Regions from separate parts of the Mus musculus genome. Here all the other regions are linked to region 1. Evidence: chromatin contacts called from public HiChIP or PLAC-seq, Micro-C and promoter capture Hi-C data. All regions are on one chromosome and are shown on one strand. The core of a region is the stretch at or near the end of the contact, and the rest is flanking DNA. Distances in the headings are between cores, read along the strand shown.

Evidence for each region. Promoter capture Hi-C pulls out the DNA fragments that hold promoters and counts their contacts. A called contact is a pair of places that touch in the nucleus more often than the background predicts. HiChIP or PLAC-seq counts read pairs in DNA pulled down with a chosen protein or histone mark.
Region 2: a contact with region 1 is called in a promoter capture Hi-C map of pre-B cells. The contact joins the promoter of C430042M11Rik here to the promoter of Lrpprc in region 1. A contact is called at or near these places in 1 of 39 promoter capture datasets (pre-B cells) and 1 of 9 other capture datasets (liver).
Region 3: a Micro-C map of embryonic stem cells shows a contact between it and region 1, with 6 times the contacts expected there. The contact joins the promoter of CJ186046Rik here to the promoter of Lrpprc in region 1. A contact is called at or near these places in 1 of 484 Hi-C or Micro-C datasets (embryonic stem cells), 5 of 115 datasets of contacts at active chromatin or transcription factors (astrocytes, differentiating embryonic stem cells, embryonic forebrain and 2 more) and 1 of 9 other capture datasets (adipose tissue).
Region 4: a contact with region 1 is called in an H3K4me3 HiChIP or PLAC-seq map of stem cell-derived neural progenitor cells, with 5 times the contacts expected there. The contact joins the enhancer-like site here to the promoter of Lrpprc in region 1. A contact is called at or near these places in 1 of 39 promoter capture datasets (liver) and 7 of 115 datasets of contacts at active chromatin or transcription factors (astrocytes, embryonic basal ganglia, embryonic forebrain and 4 more).
Region 5: a contact with region 1 is called in a promoter capture Hi-C map of neutrophils, with 6 times the contacts expected there. The contact joins the promoter of 1810073O08Rik here to the promoter of Lrpprc in region 1. A contact is called at or near these places in 2 of 39 promoter capture datasets (neutrophils and pre-B cells), 1 of 484 Hi-C or Micro-C datasets (B cells) and 1 of 115 datasets of contacts at active chromatin or transcription factors (large pre-B cells).

The regions. Positions count from the first base shown.
Region 1 is chr17:84,789,412-84,792,161 of GRCm38.p6, forward strand. It overlaps Lrpprc (leucine-rich PPR-motif containing), which reads right to left and starts at 1,375. Exons shown (of 38, transcript NM_028233.2): 1 at 954-1,375. The coding sequence starts at 1,102.
Region 2 is chr17:83,853,051-83,855,800 of GRCm38.p6, forward strand. It overlaps C430042M11Rik (RIKEN cDNA C430042M11 gene), which reads right to left and starts at 1,368. Exons shown (of 2, transcript NR_155491.1): 1 at 1,166-1,368.
Region 3 is chr17:85,687,067-85,689,816 of GRCm38.p6, forward strand. CJ186046Rik (a long non-coding RNA gene) reads left to right here and starts at 1,428. Exons shown (of 9, transcript XR_001782258.2): 1 at 1,428-2,750. It overlaps Six2 (sine oculis-related homeobox 2), which reads right to left and starts at 1,188. Exons shown (of 2, transcript NM_011380.2): 1 at 327-1,188. The coding sequence starts at 886.
Region 4 is chr17:85,663,786-85,666,535 of GRCm38.p6, forward strand. It overlaps a transcript of Six2 not described here. Among named protein-coding and RNA genes, the nearest start is that of Six2, 23 kb to the right of the region's middle. Within about 2 kb of position 1,381, at least 30 of the 459 cell types and tissues checked have an H3K27ac peak or open chromatin away from gene starts, as enhancers often do. A contact at or near this core is called in stem cell-derived neural progenitor cells, where this site is marked.
Region 5 is chr17:83,916,615-83,919,364 of GRCm38.p6, forward strand. 1810073O08Rik (RIKEN cDNA 1810073O08 gene) reads left to right here and starts at 1,320. Exons shown (of 2, transcript NR_166916.2): 1 at 1,320-1,490.

The sequences.
Region 1 (2,750 bases), core at 125-2,624:
ATAGTCCTAACCTTATACGGTGTCCACCTGTGTACCTAAAGAAACTTAAGGCCTGGGCTGCTGAGTGATTTGTCCAATAGCCTAATGCAAATAAGCCAAAGCACCCTCAGTCCATGGCTCCCCACTCCAGATCATACTTCCTAAGTCTGTTTGCTAGACCCCAAAGTTCTAGTGTGGGGTGTACAACTGTCAATTTCTTTCCGGTACTAAAACCTAAGCACCCAACCTTCCTTTATCAGTTGTCAAGAATATCTATGTTCTTTAAGTGAACATACTTGTTTCCCTATAACCTCAATCCAGAAAGGCATATACTCACAAAAATACATGACACTAACTAGGAACTTAACTTGTTTTTGCAGTAGGTACATAGATCCCAACAGAGCACCTTGCACGCGTCCTTTAATCCATTCTAGTGTGACAATCTCCAACCCATGACATCTGTGTAAATACTGAAGGAAAATTCCACTCAGCACAACGCAAGCAAAAACCCGAACTGGCCATGATCAAATGTCAAGTTCTAAACTATCCCTAGATCACTAGAACTTCAAACCCCAATCCCAAGAAAAAGAAAATGAAAAACCAAAGCCTCGTAAGACTACAGACTAGCAGGTTACTGGTCACCAGCGTGCGAGAGCACCCAGGAAGGGTACTCCTAAGGAAAGGCACAACGCCTGTCCCCACCTCAGCCCCATCCACTCCCCCAAAGCCATTGAGCTTCACGGGCCTTTCCAAAGCTAGAGCAGGCAGAGACCTCAAGCAGCAAGCCGGAAGCCAGCCATGCCCTCGACCATGACCTTCTCAAGACTCTCAACCTTGTCACCCCAAACCACTGGCAAAGCATGGGGGAGGGGGTGGCCTCATGCCTGAGAAGCCGGGACCACGGAATTGGAGCAAACGAGCAGGACACCAGCCCGTCCACCGCAGCCAGTCAGGAGGAAGGGTCCGGTACTCACCCTGCAGCCGGCCGGCTACCAACAGCCGCGACCCGGACGACGGAGGACAGCCGGCCCGGGACGCCCGCAGGGAGGCGCAGGGACAGCGGGAGGCGCGGGGCCGCCGCGGCCCCGAGCAGCCAACGCGCGGGTCTCAGCAGGGCTGCCATGGCTCAGCGTACCCAAGGCAGGATAGGATGCACGCTCCTGCAGAGGACCTGGAGGAGCACGTGACGACCCGGTCGCCCCTAGTGGGACAAACTAAGGACCGAGGGCGTCCAGCGGAGGAGGAGGCAGATCCCCGCCAAGGCTCACGGGAGAGGCAAGCCGAGTTCGCGGGATACCCTGGATCCGCCTTCTGTTTTACTATACATTGTTTTTTGTCTTCCGTTCACAGTGTCCCTGTTCCCTTGTCCAGCGCCCCGGCTCTCAGCGAGCCTGGCGACAACACCCCTCCACTTTGAAGTTGGTAGAGCCCACTAGAGGTCGGCTCCGCCCATGCGCGCGCAAGGGCTTGTGGGGGGCCAACTAGGAGCGACACCGAGGGTTGCTGGGAAGGGCCGACCGTGCAGATCCCGGGGTGCCTACGACGTTCCAGCCTTGCGCCTCGGTTGCTACCGAGCCGCTGCCCTAGCTGCTCAGTGACGTAGTTCCTGCCGTAGCTCTCAGAAACGGCGGCCAGAGAAAAGCTTGACGAAGAGAACTGGGAGGCTGTGGACCTCCAGGTTAGCTACATGCTATTTGTGTGACTGGGGATGGGGTAGATAAATATACAGAACTCATCCTAAGTGCCTCGCTTCATGAAATCAATGGATTCTAATAAAGGTCGTATAATTTTAAATGTCAAGGTTGAAGTTTCTTTTTCTCAGTGCCCCGCTCCTTCCAGTTAATGCACTAAGCAACTAAGGTAGTGAGTGGTGCAATTGTCTGAGGATAGGTCTGGAGCTAGGAAAACAAGTTCTTGCCCTCACAGAGCTCGCATACTGAAAGGGTTCCCTGTGCACTCGTGTGAACCCGGGAACAGGTTTCCACTCTACTTAGTTATTCCTTGACTGCTACCAAGTGAACAGTCAAATTCTCCCTCTGCAAGTTTTCCCATGTGGCTGTTTCTTCTGCTAGCCAACAAACTTCAGAGTGCCCAGAATGAGAATGCAGCCTCTTTTATGGCGGAAGCTCGTGATCAGTTGAAGACACTTCGTGCTTTGAGCATTTATTGAATGGATATACGTTCAGAGTTAACTTGGCTTAGCTTTCTTTTGGAGAAGCTAATACCGCCCTGCAAGATGAAGTTACTCTGAGTTACTATAGAGCACTATGATAGAATATAATTCATTCTCTCATTCAGCATTAGTACTATTTATTGAGCACATATTTTGTGTCAGGCACTATTTGGAATGCTGGGAATACAACATGGGGGGGGGGATCTCAATTTAGACAAAATTCCGTACATCTAAAGAAACATAAGAATTGTGATATAAATAAAAGATTAAGGTAGGTTACGGTCTGTGGTGATTAATCTTGATAGGATTTACTATCACCTTGGAAACCAGACTTTAAGCCAGTGAGGGAGTTTTTACATTGGATTAGTTGAAGTGGCAAGACCCACCCTGAATGTGAATGACACCACTGGGTCCCACTGAGTGTAGGTGTGACGCAAAATCATTTGCTTTTTTAAAAAAATATATTTATTTTATTATGTGTATGAGTGTTTTGCCTGCATGTATGTGTGTAACCACAAGTGTGCCTGGTGCCCTTGAAGGTCAGGAGAGGGCTTCAGATGTCCTGGGAGTGCAGTTAGAGACAGATACAAGCTGCTGT
Region 2 (2,750 bases), core at 118-2,617, 940 kb before region 1:
GGATCCGCAGTGATGGAAAGAGAGAGCTGATTCCTCACAATCGTCATCTCACCTCCAAACTCACTCCGTGGGGCAAAAATAAAAAACCAAATTAGATAAATGTATATATTTTTTATTTAAAATGGCAGGGGATGCCTTTAATCCTAGCACTTGGGAGGCAGAGGCAGGCGGATTTCTGAGTTTGAGGCCAGCCTGGTCTACAGAGTGAGTTCCAGGACAGCCAGGGCTACACAGAGAAACCCTGTCTCAAAAAACAAAAAACAAAACAAAACAAAACAAAAAGGCAGGGGATATAGCTCAGAGATAGAACACTTGGCTATTATTCATAATGCCTTTGATTTAATCCCCAGTCCCGAGAGACAAGACAAGACAAAGCAACCCGATGTCCTGCCACATACACCAATCTATCATCTTTAGTTTTGAAGCCTGAATGGGGCTCGAAGGTGAAAATCCAGGTGTTGTCAGAGCTGTATTTTTTTTAAAGACTTATTTATCTTATGTTCGTTGGTGTTTTGCCTACATGTATGTCCATATGAGGGTGTCAGATCCCCTGGAATTACAGACTGTTTCGAGCTGCCATGTGGGTGCTGGGAATTGAAACTGGAAGAGCAGCCAGTGTTCCTAACCACTGAGCCATCTCCTCAGCCTTGGGTCTTGTCTTTTTTTTTTTTTTTAAAGAGTTCAGGTAGAAGACATAGGTTTCTTCTTCTCTAACCTATCAAGATCCTCCTCACACCTGCAAGTAACGGAGACTCCAATTAACCGGGAGCTTATGGGATGCTGAGGATTTATATGCTAGGTGACAAGCAAGTACACCCCTCCCCCCACTAAATAAAAGTGTAATTTAAACAATTCAAAGACACACGTCTAGAGAGATGGCTCAGCCACTGAGAGCACTTGCTACTCTTGTAGAGGGCCAAGGTTTGGTTCCCAGTATCCACATGGCAGCTCACAATTGCCTGTACCTCCAGTTCCAGTGGATCTGATGCCCTCTTCTGGCTTTTAATGGCACCACATACACACACACAGTGAACAAAACATACATGCAAGCAAACGCTCATAACTAAATAAATCTTAGGAATATAAAAATGAAACAAGACAGAAAAACAAGCAAAGAAAACCCGTTCAGCTAAGGGGAAAGTTAAAGGCTCATATAACAAGATACCTGTCTGAGTCAGGGGTTCTCTTGCTGTGAAGAGACCCCATGACCATGGCAGCTCTCATGATGGAAAACATACTCTGGGCTGGCTTAGTTTCAGGGGTTTAGTTCATTATCATCATGGTGGGAAGCACAGCCGTGTGTAGGCAGACCTGGTGCTTGAGAGGAGGAGAGCATTCTATATCCAGATCCGAAGGCATCAGGAAGAGACCTTGAGCCACTAAGCCCCAGCTTGAGCTCCTCAGACCCGCCCCCTAGTGACGCGCATCCTCCAGCAAAGCCACACCCACTCCAACAAGGCCACACCTCTTTAGTGGCACTCCGTATGGGCCTATGTGGGCCATCTTCATTCAGACCACCACAGTAGCTAAAGGATATTTGCAGGAGGTGTAACTGAGGAGACCCAGCCTGAATGTTGCTCATGTCAGGTTTTGTGTGACAGCGAGGAGAAAAGTGACTAACACACGTCCTATTCCTGGTGGCTGAGGACAGCTGGTTACACGTAGCGTTTCCTTAGGACCACGCCCTGTCTCCAGTGCTGCAGGTGCTTGCTTGCTCTGCTGTGGGGGCTGCAGAGCGGGTTGAGTCATGTTAGCAGCATCCTTCCATTCTTCCTACCAGACATATGTTGTTGAAATTTTTTAATCCCAATCTGGGGTTTCTCTATCACCTTGATCATTCAGTTCCTGGATAAAAGACACACAACCTTTATATTTACAATAAGCCTTAATCAGCACAAGAGCTGGGCAGATACCTACCCTCTATGCTATTAGAATCTACCTTCCTATCAATAACCCCAAGTTATTATTTACTATGTTTCATCTATGCTGCTCTTAACTCCAATTGGTCAGCCCTCAGGTTCTCCCTCGAGAACCCATGGCTTCTCTCTCCCTCCTTCACCTTCTTCTCCCTCATGGTTTTCCTCAGACCCCCAGTCCTGGAATCCTAAACCCCACCTATGTCTCTTCTGTCCAACTATTGGTTGTCAGCATCTTTATTTACCAATGAGAAATAACTTGGGTGCAAAGTCACTGGGTCTACACTCAGACTTTCTCTCAGGGAACCAGGTCTTAGGGGCTTGCACTTAGCCCTACAATACACAGCAAAAGACCAAACCTCAAAAGACTTAGGCAATTCTCCCCATGTTTCTGGGAGATCAAACTGCCATGAAGGGAGAACCAGATGTGTGTGCTGGCCACGAGAGGCTCAAATGTCCATACTTGCACCCATTACTGGGACAAAACCAGTAGTAACCAGCAGACGTTGCTTGGATCTGGTGTTTCCAGGTTCCCAGACTTTTATTCAAGAAAACTAAAATAAAGGCAGAAACAAATTGCAAAGAAGCAAAGGAGTTTTATTTCAAAGCAAAGCAATAGTATAGACCAGAAACATCCTGTCAAGAGTGATAGGGGACACTATCTATCGATCGATTTATCTATCTATCTATCTATCTATCTATCTATCTATCTATCTATCTATCATCATCATCATCTATCATCTATCTATCTATCTACCATCTATCTATCTATCTATCTATCTATCTATCTATCTATCATCTATCTATCTATCTATCTATCTATCATCATCATCA
Region 3 (2,750 bases), core at 178-2,677, 900 kb after region 1:
TCAGGCCCTAAGCCTACGCTTACCTCGCAGGGAATTCAGGCCCACAGCCCTGCCCTCTCTGAAACTCGCCGTTTTTCCAGTTTAGTCCACAAGCGACTGAGGAATTAGTTACTGAACTTACGCACCGCTTTGCCCGCTTTAGACAAATTCCGGGTCGCTCAGCCTCCAGAAAAGACCTAAGCGCTGTTTTGAGCCAGCCTGAGCTGCGGCCGAGCTTGGTACCCGGGGTCCGGGTGCGATTTAGTCCTGTCCAGGAGCTCCCCATCCTCCCGCACCCGTTTCTCCCAGGACCAGGGAAGCCGGCGCAGATGCTCACTTACTCGTACCTTTCCTTGGCCTCGGCCGCCCTGTCGCGCTGCCGCCGGTTCTTGAACCAGTTGCTGACTTGCGTGGTGGTGAGGCCGGTGGCCTCGGCCAGCTCGCGCTTCTCTCGTGGCGACGGGTAGGGGTTGTGAGCGTACCACTCGCGCAGCACGCTGCGGCTCTTCTCCTTGAAGCAGTAGCTGGTCTCCTCGCCGTCCCAGATGGAGCGGGGCAGCGGGAACTTGCGCCGCACGCGGTACTTGCCCACGGCGCCCAGCGGCCGGCCGCGCAGCTTCTCCGCCTCGATGTAGTGCGCCTTGAGCCACAACTGCTGCAGCTTGGCGTGGTTGTGCGGCGAGAACTGGTGGCTCTCCAGGATTTTGTAGAGCTCGCGGAAGTTGCCCCGGTGGAAGGCCACCACGGCCTTGGCCTTGAGCACGCTTTCATTCTTGTGGAGGTGCTCGCAGGCGGGCAGCGACCACAGGAAGCGACCCAGCCGCTCGATGTTGCCGCCCTGCTGCAGCACCTCGCACACGCACGCCACTTGCTCCTGCGTGAAGCCGAAGGTGGGCAGCATGGACATGGTGGCGGCTGCGCGCCCGCCCGCCCGCGCGCGCCCTCACCGCGCTTCGCGGCCCCGCATGGGCGCCTCCCCGCCGGCCCCGGCCGGCCGACAGGCGGGCGGGGCCCCCTGGCCAGGCGCCGGCTCCCGAGCGACTCCTGAGTCACAACGATCCGTCCTCGCTCCCGCCGCCGGCCCCGCGCAGCTCCGCGCCCCCGCCGCCCGCGCGCCTCGCCCGCGCCCAAGCCCGGAGGCCGCCCGGGGCGCCGCTCCGCATGCTCCGCGCCCGCCCGCCGCTCGCTCGCCGGCTCCTCGCTCGTTCGCTCTCCCTCCCGTCTAGCTCGCTTGCAGCTTTTTTAATAATATTATTCTAAGCGGGCATGAGGCGCGGCGGCCCGCGCCCTGATTGGTCGGGTTATCTGACCCGGGGCCTGCCCGCGCCAGACAATAGTCGAGTCAAATTATTCGCCATGGAGACGCTGTCAGTCACCGGTAACCCGAGCCCCGGCGGCCCGGGCGGCTCCCACCCCCGCCCCCCTCGGCCAGCTCCGCTGACAGATCGCCCCGGCTCTGCACAGAGCGGAGGTTGGCCGAGACGGGAGCCCCAGGCACTCCCAGAGCCCGGGAGGCGGAGAGGAGCCGGGCTGGGGCCCCGAGACGGCGGTGATTGACGGGGCGGACGCCCAAAGAGCAGAGGAGGAGGAGGACCCCGAAGGAGGGGGCTGGGTGGGGGCCCTCGAAGAAAAGAGGAGGACCGAAGTGGGGAAGGAAGGGAGTAGAAGGGAAGGCGGAGGACCGTTTAAGGGGGTGCCTTTCAGGAAAGGAAAAGAGGGGGACAGAAGGAGCCTTCAAGAGAAAAAGTGTGAGACACCCCTCCCTTTTTTTTTAAATAAGAGGCGTCGCAACAGCCTCACCCAGGCTTCGCCAGGTGCTCCAGCTCCGGCTGGGTCACTGCGTCGCTCGGAAGGTCGCAGCTGACAGGCAGAGACACTAACCCAGGAGGAGGTCAGTGGGATGGAGAGTTTGGATTCTCTTAGGGGGCCTCTGAAAGGCTTGGCTTTTCTAGCTGACAACACCCCACCCCCATGCAAGAAACCCGGGACCCGAGATGTCTATCCCCTAGGGAAAGGGGGAGGAGGTGGGGAGAGAAGTCAGAGATTTGGCAGTGGCCGCAGCTGGACGCCTGAGAATCAACTTCCCGGAGGATCCCGCCTTTCCTTCCTTTCGCAGCAGGCTGCTTGCCCCGCGGCCGGTACCGCCCCCACTCGGCGCGATCTGCTCCTCGCCAGGCGGGGACTCAGACTTAACCCCACGGGGCCCAGGACCCGAGAAACTCCCGGCAGTCTCGTGTGGCCTTTACGGAAGTTGAATCTTGCAAGGGCGGCGACACAAAACAGGGGAGCCCGCATAGACCCGCAGACTGCCCCGGGGAGCCCAGGGCAGCGTGTGTAGGGTAATTGTCGCACTTCCCGGGGTGGGGGTGAGGTGCACAGAAGAGACTGGATTTACCAGCTTCCTGTCTCCCTACTTCTGGGCTCGGGTTCCTGGTCTCTTCTGCCTGAGAACCCAGCGCTAAGTTCCGGCAAGATTGGCCTTAGAAAGTGGGTAGGAGGAGCCCTGCTTTTTGTTTCTTTGTCAGAACTCCCCCAGAACATACGAAGTGCTGGTCCTTTGGAAAAATCCAAGCAATAGAAGGTTAGGGGTGCACTGGAGGGGTGGGGTCAGGGACATCCCTGAAGTTTCCAGAGTTTGAAAGGCCCACGGCTTATTTCTTGGCAAGGCTTGTCCTTTGGGCATCCATTCCGCCCTTTCCCACCCAGCTGCAAGCTCCTAGTGACATTCAATGCCAAGATCCAAGGAGGCACAGACCATGCTAAAACCTCTA
Region 4 (2,750 bases), core at 131-2,630, 870 kb after region 1:
TCCAGTCAGACATAGCCAGGGCAGGTAGCATTAGAGATAACAGATGGCAGGAGGCAAGCCTAAGAACATAAGCAACAGAAACCAAGGTTACTTGGCATCATCAGAACCCAGTTCTCCCACCATAGCAATTCCTGGATACACCATCACACCAGAAAAGCAAGATATAGATCCAAAGTCACTTCTCATGATGATGATGGAGGACATTAAGAAGGACATAAATATTTCCCTTAAAGAAATCCAGGAGAACACAGGTAAGCAGCTAGAACCCCTTAAATCCCTTTAAAATAATGATTGAAGAGTTTTCTCCAAAGAAAATGTCTTTACAATTCTATTGGGGCTCCCTAGGTGGGGGAAGGCAGCACCCGGCACTTTCAAGTGTTTTAGAACACTGACCCACAAAGCCGGGTCCCCAGGTGGTTTAGCATCTCCTATCAGAAAGGAAAATCTTCTCCCAAATGCACAGTCCAGGAAGCCCTGGCCATGGTTCAGAAGTGTACACCTGTGCACACCTCCTGGGATTCTGCTGTGGGCTCACATCAGAGGGAGGTGGCATGTAGGATCTGCAGTAGAGTTTGTGGTTAAAATAACCACTTACCGGAGTCCTATACAAGGCTCTGTGACTACATTTCCTCCTCTGCTCCTCAAATCTGACCTAGACTCTGCCTCAGTCCCAATTCTCATTAAATAATGGAATGTGGTCTGTTTCTCCTGTCATAAGTACAGGGTCAGATACTGCTGCAAAGGCAGCGGCTAAGATTCCCCTCTTTTGTGTACATAAAAAAATAATTGGCCTTCTAATTACCTCCATAAAAATGAGAAAACTTGGTCTGCTTATTGGCACCTTTGTTAGCACTAGGGAATAATTAGACGCCTTAATAACTCTCTAATGATCCCTAGAGAAGGGAACCATTTTTAAAGAGTGTCATTACAGAGGCTTTCAAATGCAGTCTGCACTGAGCGAGGCCATAAGGCAGTCGGGATTCCTCGGTGTTGCATGGGAGGAAATATCGGTCCATTTCTGTCACATGCCTCTTCCTTCTGGCAGGAGAAGCTGGTGGAGTGGGGAAGTGCGCCACCTCTCTTCTACTCCTCTTTTATAATCCCAGTCAGCTTGTAGATTTAAACTCTGAGATCCTCTCCACCCCCACCCCCACCCCCAGAGCACAGGCTTGCGATTCGCCCCACCCCCACCCCCACCCCCAAAGCAGAGGCTTGCGAGAGCTGTAAGAACACGAAGCAGAATGGTGGTTTCCCATCCGGACAGGATGCCAGCCTTCTGCAGATTTTGTCTCTGTGGTTAGCTTCGGGACTTTTTAGGAACAGAACGTCTAAGAGGAGCGACGCCAAGCCTATGTTTCTCCAGCAGGTGGAGCCATCTCTTTAGCTTCCCCGTCGCCTTGCGCGAGATGGGAGGCGCTGGTTTGCAACCCAGGGATGGGAGGCAGCTCTGGGACTCTTTGGAAAACTTTGCCCAAACCCTCATTATTTCTATAACTTTATGTGAGAATCACAAACAACCCCTGAAAATTTGTCAGAAATACTGATTTGCCTTTCTATATCCGAATAACCACAAATTCTGGCAAATCAAAAATAATTGTGGTTTCCATAGCTTTAGCTCTCAGGTATCATGGGATTCATCTGCCTCTTCGCAATGATCTGCATCAGCTTCTAAAATCTGAACTTACTTTCAACCGGGTCAGGAGCCTGGCTTGTCAGGGTGACTCTCAGTCTTAGAGGCCTGCAGAAGTAGCAAGCATGCGGGGCTGTACCCCAGAGCACCCTTTGGGAAGATGAATCCCTGTTAACCCTATGCTGTACTGAATCTATGCTGTACTGAAGTAGGACAGCCTCTTTCTGAGACTGGCAGAGGTAATTCACCCAAATCAACTGCCTGTCCAAGACAAGACTCCACAGAGACCTTCCAGTTTGCAGATACTGCAGACAGTTCAGGTCCATTATTAATGGTCACAAGAACTCTGTGACTTACACAGTTGATAAGACCTACACAAGGAATCGGGCTTCCATTTCCTCCTTCCCTTCCCTCTCCCCTCTCTTCCTACCTCCCTCCCCTCCCTTCCTCCCTCCCTCCCCTCACTCTCTCCCTCCCTCCCTCCCCTCCCCTCCTCCTCCCCTCCCCTCCCCTCCTCCTCCCCTCCCCTCCTCCTCCCCTCCCCTCCCCTCCTCCTTCCTTCCTTCCTTCCTTCCTTCCTTCCTTCCTTCCCTCCTTCCTTCCCTCCTTCCTTCCTCTCCTTCCTTCCTCTCCTTTCTGGTGCTAAGGAAGGCACTGCTCTGTGCTGGGCACTCTCTTGACCCCCGAGTTGCACAGCCTCTCAACACTCCTCTAACCACACATTGTGCCTTCCCACAAATCTTAGTACACATATATAGGGAAGTAATGGGGCATATAGCTCAGTGGTAGAGCATACACTAGCCAAAGGTCCCAGGTTTGATCTTCAGCACTACAAAACAAACCTACCAAAACCACAATCCTCAAACAAAAAAACAAACAAACTAACAACAACAACAACAACAACAAAAAGACAAAGACCAAAAAAAAAATCCCGCTGTGACTTGGTGGATACAATCATTTCTATTTGTTCTTTGAAACAGGGTCTCACTCTGTGGCTCAGGTCAGCCTGGAGCTCACAATATTCCAAAAGTGGCCTTGAGGAGCTAGAAATGCAAGTGCTGAGACCTCAGGCGTGAGCCAGGATGCCCGTCCATTTTCTGCAACCTATGATTTTAAGAAA
Region 5 (2,750 bases), core at 70-2,569, 870 kb before region 1:
TTTTAAAGCTCTCTCTCTCTGTGTGTCCATGTGTTTGCATGATGTATGATCTGAGAGTTAATATTAGCAGTTAAGATTATAATAAAAAGAAACGGTGTTTGCCTTGGCCAGAGCTATCAAGGCAAGCGAGGCTACTTGCTGACATTCTGCCAGTGGAGCAGCTGTACCTTGTAGATTTCTTGTTACTCAACACATGCTGACATCGTGAAAGGACTCCAACGCATTCATCTGTGTTTCTGACATAGCACACTTATGACATCAGGGTTGAGTGAGGGAACCTGACCACACTCCAAAGCCCACGTTGGAGGTGGGCCAGAAGATACTAGAAGCGTCGGGCCGTTTTTCCTGCAGTCTTGCCCCCATTAAGTACTCGCCTCACTGTAATGTTTGCTGGTAAAACAAACAGATCCTCACATTTCCCTGACTGAACCGCCTGGGGTGGGCTCCTGGCTGGGAGGAGGCTGTCTGTGTGCTGCCTCAGGGGCCCAGACTCTCAATGACTCTGCTCTCCTTATGGGATGGCTCAGAGTCCTCTGCAGTCAGCAGGCACACAGGAGAGAGAGAGACAGGAGGCGCAAGCTCATCTTGTCTCCTCGGCCTGGGTGCTACCATCTACCGCTTAGATTTTGTTCTCACGGTGAGGACCAGGCTCACACCCACCCATCTCCATGCTTTTAGCTGCTCTGCTCTGCTCATAGAGCTGAGCCCATAGCCCAGGATGCTCCCTCCTCAGGAGGCCTTTTAGCTCTCCTCGTTTGTGTTTGTTTGTTTGCTTGAGACAGAGTTTCTCTGTGTAGCCCTGGCTCTCCTGGAACATGTTCTATAGATGAGGCTGCTCTCAAACTCAAAGAGACCCACCTGCCTCTGCCTCTGCCCCTGCCCCTGTCCCTGCCCCTGCCCCTGCCCCTGTCTCTGCCTGAGTGCTGACATTAAAGGCATGCACCGCCACTGCCCAGCCATTCTTAGCCCTTCTTTAAGATGCTTGGTAGGTTATTGGTCCCAGGCCCGGTTTTAAAAGGAAAAACCATGGATGTTCCTGAGGGGAAATGGAGGGCACAGGTGGACACCCTCAACGAGCTGGTACACACATTATCCTCTTAAAACTTCAGGCATTCTGAGTGCCTCCCAAGTCTCCTCTAAGAGACCCTAGAGTCCACTTCAGGTTGCTCTCCTCTGGGCTCGGTGACCTGGGCCCAGCAACTGTGATGGTCAAGTCCAAAAGTCCCCATCAGTCAGAACTGGATCAAAGGAAGAGATGTGGGTGGAGCTCAGGCACGTCACAACGTGCTTTCTCTCACCCAGGCCTTGTACCTCTAGCCAGGGCTTCTTACACACCTGCTGCCAAAAGGAGGGACATGAAGAGTAGCCAGGCTGCCAGACCTCAAGGTGTTTCTGAGTTTATGACAGGATGACCAGACACCTGATGAGAAGGATGCCAAGCTCCTGACAGGAGAAGAAGCAAAGGATGAATGCCAGAGGGGCCATCATGGGTGAGTCACTCCTCTGGGGCAATTGGAGGAGGCATCCTGGAACTTAGAACTTGCAGGAAGGGGTGGGGAGCACGGGGAATGGAGGGGAGCACGGGGAGCGGTGGGGAGCATGGGAAGACTCGCTGGCATTCCTACTTGTTTTTATGTGTGTGATACTTTATAGTTGCAAAGCCAGTGAGGTGTGTGAAGCAGAGAAAAGAGAGAGAGAGAGAGAGAGAGAGAGAGAGAGAGAGAGAACACAGGCCCAGAGAGGCTGAGCCCCCTTGCTCAAGGTTGCACAGGAATTAGTAAGACTACAAATATCCTGCCTACAGTTTTGGTGTTTTTTGTATAAGTTTGACAAATGTTTCTCTTCTTCAAGGGCCGATCAGGGCAGGTTCCCCAGGCTGGGTAAGAAGCCCCCATGTAGGGCACAGACTCCCTGGAGGGCATCTTGAGTCTAGGTGCACAGCGTCCCTTTAAGAACATGTGTTTCCTGTTTTCTTTCTCCTGCTGGCTAAGGGCAGAATGGGGTTTTCCTGAGCGGAAGACCAGTGAAGTCCTGCTCAGTGCCGTCAGCTTTGGCTGGTCTGGGGCTCATAGCTCTATTATTCTGGAGCTGATCTGCTCTGGCCAGTCTTCCTAACTTGATACTCCAGTCATCCCAGATCTTGAACCCAGGGTCTTGACTCTTAGATGATAGTTTTGGAATATTCCTTAAGAATTAATCAAGGTCTTAGAATTGGTACTGCCCTGGAACAGAGACACTAAGGCTGAGGGAGGGAGGAGCAGGTCTCCTCAAAGAAGCAAAACAAGACCTTAGGCAGCCGAAGACCCAGGGCAGGAACTTCACCCCCATGCCCCTCCCACTGTTCTCATTCATCCTGGGTGCAAGTTGAGGTTAGACCTCACTCCAGTCTGCTAGACGGTACCATGCGGAGTTGGCACGGTCTGGGTTCAGGCCATAACAGCTGTGAATATAGAGTTCCTGGAGGCTAACCGAACATCTTTTTCTACTGTCTGGTTCATGATTTTTGTTTCTTAGAATATATCATAGTTCAGGGAGATATCACTGAGCCTGGTGACCCGGGTTCAATCCCTAGGACCCATATGGTGGAAGGAGAGAACCAGATCCTGAAAACAGTCCTCTACGCATGTGCATGTGTGCACATATATATGTGTATATACACACTTTAGAAATATATGTATATGCATATATGTGTGTATGTATAAATAAATGCAATGAAAAAGGATATATCCTTTTTTAAGATTTATTTTCAT